Linked DNA regions of Ovis aries: region 1 is linked to region 2. Evidence: chromatin contacts called from public Hi-C data. All regions are on one chromosome and are shown on one strand. The core of a region is the stretch at or near the end of the contact, and the rest is flanking DNA. Distances in the headings are between cores, read along the strand shown.

Region 1 (3,818 bases), core at 550-3,049, 210 kb before region 2:
ATACAGAAATGTTTGACAGACGTGTGGAATCAGAACAAATTTTGGAAAATGAGGGAAGTGCAAACACCAAACTGAATTTTTAAGCTAAATGAAAGATCAAGTAGACTGGAAACATACCCCATGTAGAGAACTTCAATCCTCATCTCCCTCAGGGAGAAGCAATAGTTTCCTGCAAGCTGCAATCCCTTTTTCTTTTCTGTTTGTGAACTACAAGCCAGCCCCATCTGGAATTTAGTTTGGTACAAATAAGTTTGTCTGTCCATTTGTTTACCTTGAAGTCTTTTCTTTTCCTCTCCTCTGAGAATTCTAAGGATAACATTCATAGTCACTCTTTTTTTTTTTTAAACCAGAGAACTCGTTTGTATATTAAAAGCTGAACCATGTGAAATTACCTACGTTTAACTACCTTTTACCTACAAAAAGATAAATTTCATATGGTTCCACTTCATTTGTTGTAAATTGGATGGATGTGGTCTTGGGAGAACTGGGAAGTAAGGAAGTGGATGGGTAAGAAGAAGGGCTGTTTCCCAGTGAATTTTTACTTCATTTCTTCAAAGTTGTATCACAAAGCCAAACACTTGCTGAGGAATTGGAACCACTTCACAGGGAAGGAATTAAATTCTTTCAGTATTGATGAAAAGACAATGTGTTGCTAACAGCAGCAGACCTATGACCCAACTGTATGAGAAGGTGACAAGGAAGTAAACCACTAGCCAAGCAAAGGAAACAATGGCTTTCTGCCCCCTGCGCTGGGATGAAAGTTGCATATGCAGCAGCTGAACAAGTTATCTTGAGAAACACGACCAGGCAGTTTCCTACCATGTAAAAGCACTAGATTTTCAGTCCCCTCCCCTATAATCCATGCCCCTTCAATGAACCTTGTTCAGGCATGTTTATTAAACAATGGACAAATGCCTGAATTATGAACCTACAGGTCAAGCAGCAAGCAGCTCACTCCATTAATTAGGCATTTCAATCTCTTCTTCCCCAACTTCCTTGCTTTCTCTCTTTCTGCTTTGGAATTTTCATTAAGTATGACATTTGACTTATTCTGAGAGCAAACACTGTATTTTCTGGCTTTCTTAATTTGAAAGCCAGATGATCTCTTTACTGGCCCCAGGGAAGAGGGAAAACAACTTTTTGTCAACAATTGCACTTGGCTTTTCATTTCCTAGTTTTCAAACTCACAATTCCATTATTATCTGTTGTGCGTGTGCCCTGGAGATGGTGTGAGCAGCCTATAAAACAGGCTTCCAGTGAATCACTGCCTCTGAGGACCATCCCTCACTGTCTCTGTCTCCACCCCTGGGCCCCTCCCACTGCCCACCAAAGCTAAACTGTCATCTATGTTTTATTGAAAATAGTATTTTTAAATGTGTGATAAAGAAAGCAGTAGGTCAATCTTACAGAAAGTAAATACAGAACACGGAAACTTTTTTTCATATTGCAATTCCAACATTCTACAGGAATTTATATTTAGGCAAATATGGGTGTTTGAGAATGCTTTTGGACTCAACATTAATCATTCTGAGAGAGGAAGAGTCCAACCAGTTTAAACTAGATTTTTCTCTCTTTGTAACCCATGTGGCATTCCAAACATTTCTAAGCATTAGAGTTACATCATTTTCTCTCTTTTTTTCATTTAATACAAACAAGCCATTATATTCCATTTCACAACCTTTAAATTCCCAGTATCAAATTACCCAGCTGTTGTTTCAATCTCTCTCAGTTGCTAAGAGATGGGGATGGTGGCAGACCAGACCAATTTTCTTCAACACAGAATTGTAAGTTGACATAAGAGGGAACTAAATGCAGCCAAAGCACAAACAGCCCAACAGTTGGCAGCCAGGCTGTGTGTCTTTTCACAGCTGCAGGAGACAGTTGGTGCAGAGAACTTCATTGCCATCTCCCTGCCAACATCACTGCCATGTTTTCATGAGTTCTGCACAATGCCTCTCAGCAAAGAGAGGTATTTTCATTCGCATTACAGAGATCAGTCTCTTGTTACATTGGTGCTCTTAGAATTAAGTACCATGATCTTTTCAGGGTCAAGCCCTTTAATAATAATGATAACAATAACAACAATACAGAAAAGCTATAGGAACATTTATAGTCTCCCACTATTCTGCATAAGGCACTTATTCCCCCAGCTGCCAGGAGTGTTGGCTGCTTACTGCTCCCATCTGAGACCTTCTCTGGGGCTTGCCCTCAGCTGCCCCACCCAAGGTCACATCCTTCCCTGGGAGCACTCCATGTCCAATGCCTGCTCAGTGGGAGGAGGTAGAAAGCCTGGCAAAGGAGTGGGCCCAACTCTATGGAGTTCCCCATAGGAATGACTAATGCCTCTACCGCAGCACAGTGGTTCAACTCCTCCCTCTGCTAGGATGATGTTGCTCGCGTCTCTCAGATGGTTCATTCCAATAAGCCTCCAACATACAAATCTCAGAGCCTCAGAATGTGCTTCCTTAAGAAAGCAACCTACAAGGACAATTATCAATACATTCTCAAACCTCTGATTTCTTTGAAAGAACAAGCCACTTAGCTTCTACATATTGAAGTCTCAAAGAAATCCCAAAAGGACTGTTTTTCTTGGTTTATTCACAATAATCGTGCCAACACAAAAGTCAATAGCTCAGAATGCATGATACACGTGCTTACATAGTGGCACAAGGCAGTGTTTTTAATCTTGTCCAAACTCCAGTCAAGGGGCAACATCAATAGAATAATGGTAAAGAGGTAGATGAAACAGATAAGAAACTATAAAGACAGTTTATATTCTGGATGGGGGTGCAGGTTTCAGTTAAAGTTAACTGTGCAATGAAGATGTTAGCTGCAGCCCTGGTTCAGTTTGGTTCAGTCGCTCAGTTGTGTCCGACTCTGACCCCATGAATCGCAGCATGCCAGGCCTCCCTGTCCATCACCAACTCCCGGAGTTCACTCAGACTCACGTCCATCGAGTCAGTGATGCCATCCAGCCATCTCATCCTCTGTCATCCCCTTCTCCTCCTGCCCCCAACCCCTCCCACCATCAGAGTCTTTTCCAGTGAGTCAACTCTTCGCAGCCCTGGTAGGGAGAACACAATTCTATCTACTCCAACAGGGAGAAAGAATGTTGAAAGAATTTACAATAAAACTTGAATAAAGGTAGACTATACCTTAGGAAAAAGTGAGGTACTGGGTTGTGAAACTAAATCCCAGCTGATGGTCATAGACTTGGATTGCACCCCTGGCAGTGAAGATTTAAACATTTAAACTATGTATGAGAGGGTTCATAATATATGGGTTCCAAAAACAGCCCCAAGGTTTGCATTCTGGAACACAACGTGTTACTTCTCTATACCTGCCTGTAACTGGATTAAAGGACTGCTCATGGATCAAATAACTTCTGCTTCCTTCATTTGTGTGACTAGGAGATATGAAATGTAGAAATAAGTAGAGAGATGATAACATAAGGCATGGTACTTTGTGCTAGATTTAGTACTAAGTTTTGTAATTATAGAGATAATGTGTATTTATTATTTAAAGTTTTAAAATCTTTTAAGGAGTCTGAAATATAATATTGCTTTGAAGTTTTAATTTGAAATGTTTCACACTGTGATTTTATAAAATTCTGATTAATTTTTTAATATAAAACAATCTAGTTTATTATGGTTATGAGTTTGGCTTATTATATTTTTTAACTTGTCTAAGTGCATAGAAAGATTGGTTTAGTTAGGCTTCTAAGTCTATGGTATTATTCATCTAAGGTGTTTGAAATTATTAGATAGGTTAAAATGCTTTAGGAAACTTAACCAAATTTGTGAATGATGTTAATTTGT
Region 2 (3,379 bases), core at 682-3,181:
GCCCCAAGTACTGCCAAACAAATACCCAGTGCTCCCAGGGACGCACCACACTCAGTGCTTTCCAGGATGATGCCTGCCATGCAAAAGAGAATATTAGAGCCAGAAAGGCTCTGACAGAGGAATTAATATCGCTGTTTCCAAAGATGAGGAAACCCTGGCTCTGAAAAATAAACTCCCTCAGGCCACAGTTGGCTGGTGCCAGAGTTATCCCCATCCCTCCAGGTCTTATCAGATTGTTCATTTTCTCCAGACAAGAACTGTGGGGCCAAAGTATCTGACTTCGTTATTACTTCTCTCGGAAAACAGATCTTTGTTGAAGGGGTTTTGGTTTGGAAAGTTCAGGAAAGACCAGTTGGAGCAGACACGATCTTGAACAGTAGGTACTTTCCATGCCCTCAAATCACATTCTGCCTGTAAACAGACTATGCTTAAAAAACGTAAGCACGGAGCATGGAGCTATGGGACCATTAGGCAACCACGAAGAATACAAGCACCGTGAAGGTAGGGACTCCCTTTTATTCACACCTAGTATGAATTCATTCCCAGTACTTAGAACAGAATTCTCACTGAATACTAGCTCAACAATAAATATTTGCGTGATGAACAAAATGAAGGAAGGGAGCATCCCTCTTCCATCTTCTCTAGAGTCCATCTCTACCCACTCTTTGCTTCCTCTTATACTTAAGTCTAGTTCCTTTAATCGAAACTCTGCTGTCAGGCAATACCTATCAGTCTACATTTTGCTGCTAAGTCACTTCAGTCGTGTCCAATTCTGTGCGACCCCATAGACGGCAGCCCACCAGGCTCACCTATCCCTGGGATTCTCCAGGCAAGAACACTGGAGTGGGTTGCCATTTCCTTCTCTAATGCATGAAAGTGAAAAGTGAAAGTAAAGTCACCCAGTCATGTCCGACTCTTAGTGATCCCATGGACTGCAGCCCACCAGGCTTCTCCGTCCATGGGACTTTCCAGGTGAGAGTACTAGAGTGGGCTGCCATTGCCTTCTCCAATTCTACATTTTAGCAGCCTTTAAACCACTGCTTAACTGTTTGGAAAAATGCTTTGGCCCCTTTGCAGGCTCAGTCTCAGTCAACAATGAAAGGCCTCTATGGCCAGACCATATCCATCTTCCTCCCCATGCACATGACCAAGGTGTGAAGTCTTTGGAAGAACAAAAAACTTATTCACAGGCCGTTAGCACCTTTCCCCAGCGACCTACAGATTCCCTCCTGAGGCTCTCCTTAGCTTTCACATCTTGTAAAATAATCTAAAACCCTATTCTCCTGCTGCCTCTATCTTCCTTTCTCAGCAACTTAGAAGCTGTGCTGCTTTTGCAGATTTAGGCTCAGCTGTCCTTTCATTAAAGAAGGCTAAGACGCTTGTCTCTTACTCTTCACTCATCGAAGCCCAAGCACCTCACCTCATTAAGCAGGAGCCCATTCTCACCCTTTCACACATTAGGGGGTGCTGTTGCTATAGCCAGACCCAAGGATGTTGGAGTCAGGGAGGAAAGGGAAGTGACCAAGCTCTCAGGGTTCTGGGAGACATTCCTATCTGGGCCTCTCTGCACAAACCCACTGCACAGTTTCTCAGAATCAAAGAGTGTTACACCTCCTCAAACTCTACAATTCCAAGGTGAAGCTTACACACGGTACAATTAAATGGGAGGACGGGAGATCTCCAAACTAAAGGTTTTACTTACTGTAAGACTCATTTAGGTATACAAGCTCATATCAGAGTATTTTTGATGATGGCTGGATGGGAATAATTAATTCTCACTCATTTCAGGAGAAGACAATTCTGTTTAGACAACCAAGCGGCAAACACTGTCAGGCAGCATCAGATGTATCAAAGGCAACCAGAACAACCGGGAAACACTTGAGTTTGTCCCTGCTTTTCACAATCATCTTTCCTGGTATGTGATGTCTAAGACTTTGGGAATGAAAGCTTCATACACAAACAAATGAATATCAGCCTCTCTCAACCCCCAGCCTGGCTATTGCACAAAGCTTGCAGGCTGCCAGAGAAGCTTCCCTGGCCTCGATTAACTCTTTGCTTGAATAACTGGTGGACCTGCATTGCAGGAAAAGCTCTCTCATGCAGCATAAGTCCTTTTCAAATTTTTGAACAAGTCACTGTACAAAGAAAGTATTCTTTTGTTGGTTTGTAAATTTTTTTAAGATAAGTTGAGGATAATGTGTGTGTGTGTGTGTTTTTTTTTTTTTTTCCAGTTCTCTGAATGAGGCTCTCACCTAACAGTATGAACATTAAACATTCCCACACAGGGAAGAATAGATCTGCACCAAGGGAAGTAACTCTGGTATTAATCCAAGAAGAAACAATCCCGCTCACCCTCCCCCCACCACCAGCTAGGTTTCACACCCTTTGTTGCAGTGATTTGGGTACTCCACACAAATGCTAATGAGCAACAACTCACTAATGCTAATGATTAGAACTCTCTTTGGCTCCAAAAGCAATCCAACCAAGCTAGAAACTTGAAGAATCCCAACGTGGTTCAAGAGGGACTCAGTCAGTCAGAGGTGCCATTTTAGAGCAAATCTTACAGAGAACAGTTTCCTTTTACTCTGAACCCCAGCCCTACAGAGGACACTATCCCAATTACAGGTACATCATATTTTCACATGAAATGCAAGGAATTTCCAGTACCAGGTTTTCTGCAATAACTAGCTTGACATTGCCGCATAAAGCTCTAAAGACAAGGATAAATATACCATACTTAATAGAGTGATGAGGAAACTTCTAAGAAAGTTCTCTTAATTTCCACCCTCACATACCCAAAAGGTATTCTCCTATTACTTCCAAAAGCTGACTACTGCAGAGAGCAAGCCAGAATGAGGAGGCTGGGAGATGTGATGTGGGGCAGAATACGTTTGAAAAAGGCACACTCTGAAAAAGTGACTGAATAGCTCCCTGGAGGGACTCTGCTTAATCTCACTGGAAATCACTTAGGTTAACACAATCATAAGGAAAAGACAGAAAGGGTGGGTAATACCAATATACTCATGATTCAAGGTCCTGATAAACAATGGGTGTTTCTGGCCCTACCCTGAAGTTTCAGTCTTTAAAATGAAAAACCCAAAGACAGAGTCTTGAACCTGTAGTTAACTAAAAACTTTTATATGTAAAATGCTAACTAGTTTGAAAAGGTATAGCAGAAAGCAAGTTTTAACTTTATCTGCTACATTTTCAATTTGTTTCACAGTCATTCCTGTGATTTCCTAATCCAAACAGTGAAAATAAAGTCTTGCTTTCTCGGTAAATTCAGCAGAGATCACAACCACAGTTACTTACTCGGTTTACCTGAAAAGATTTAACTATCCTTGCCCCCACCTCAGAGGACTGTCATTCTTAACTGGCT

The links. A called contact is a pair of places that touch in the nucleus more often than the background predicts.
Region 1: a contact with region 2 is called in a Hi-C map of skin fibroblasts, with 3 times the contacts expected there. The contact joins two enhancer-like sites. A contact is called at or near these places in 4 of 16 Hi-C or Micro-C datasets (hypothalamus, skin fibroblasts and tail adipose tissue).

Annotation. Positions count from the first base shown.
Region 1 is chr18:40,623,127-40,626,944 of ARS-UI_Ramb_v3.0, reverse strand. All of the region lies in intron 2 of AKAP6 (A-kinase anchoring protein 6), which reads right to left. Among named protein-coding and RNA genes, the nearest start is that of TRNAC-GCA, 120 kb to the right of the region's middle. Within about 2 kb of position 1,799, at least 15 of the 54 cell types and tissues checked have an H3K27ac peak or open chromatin away from gene starts, as enhancers often do.
Region 2 is chr18:40,413,458-40,416,836 of ARS-UI_Ramb_v3.0, reverse strand. No RefSeq gene overlaps it. Among named protein-coding and RNA genes, the nearest start is that of AKAP6, 61 kb to the left of the region's middle. Within about 2 kb of position 1,931, at least 4 of the 54 cell types and tissues checked have an H3K27ac peak or open chromatin away from gene starts, as enhancers often do.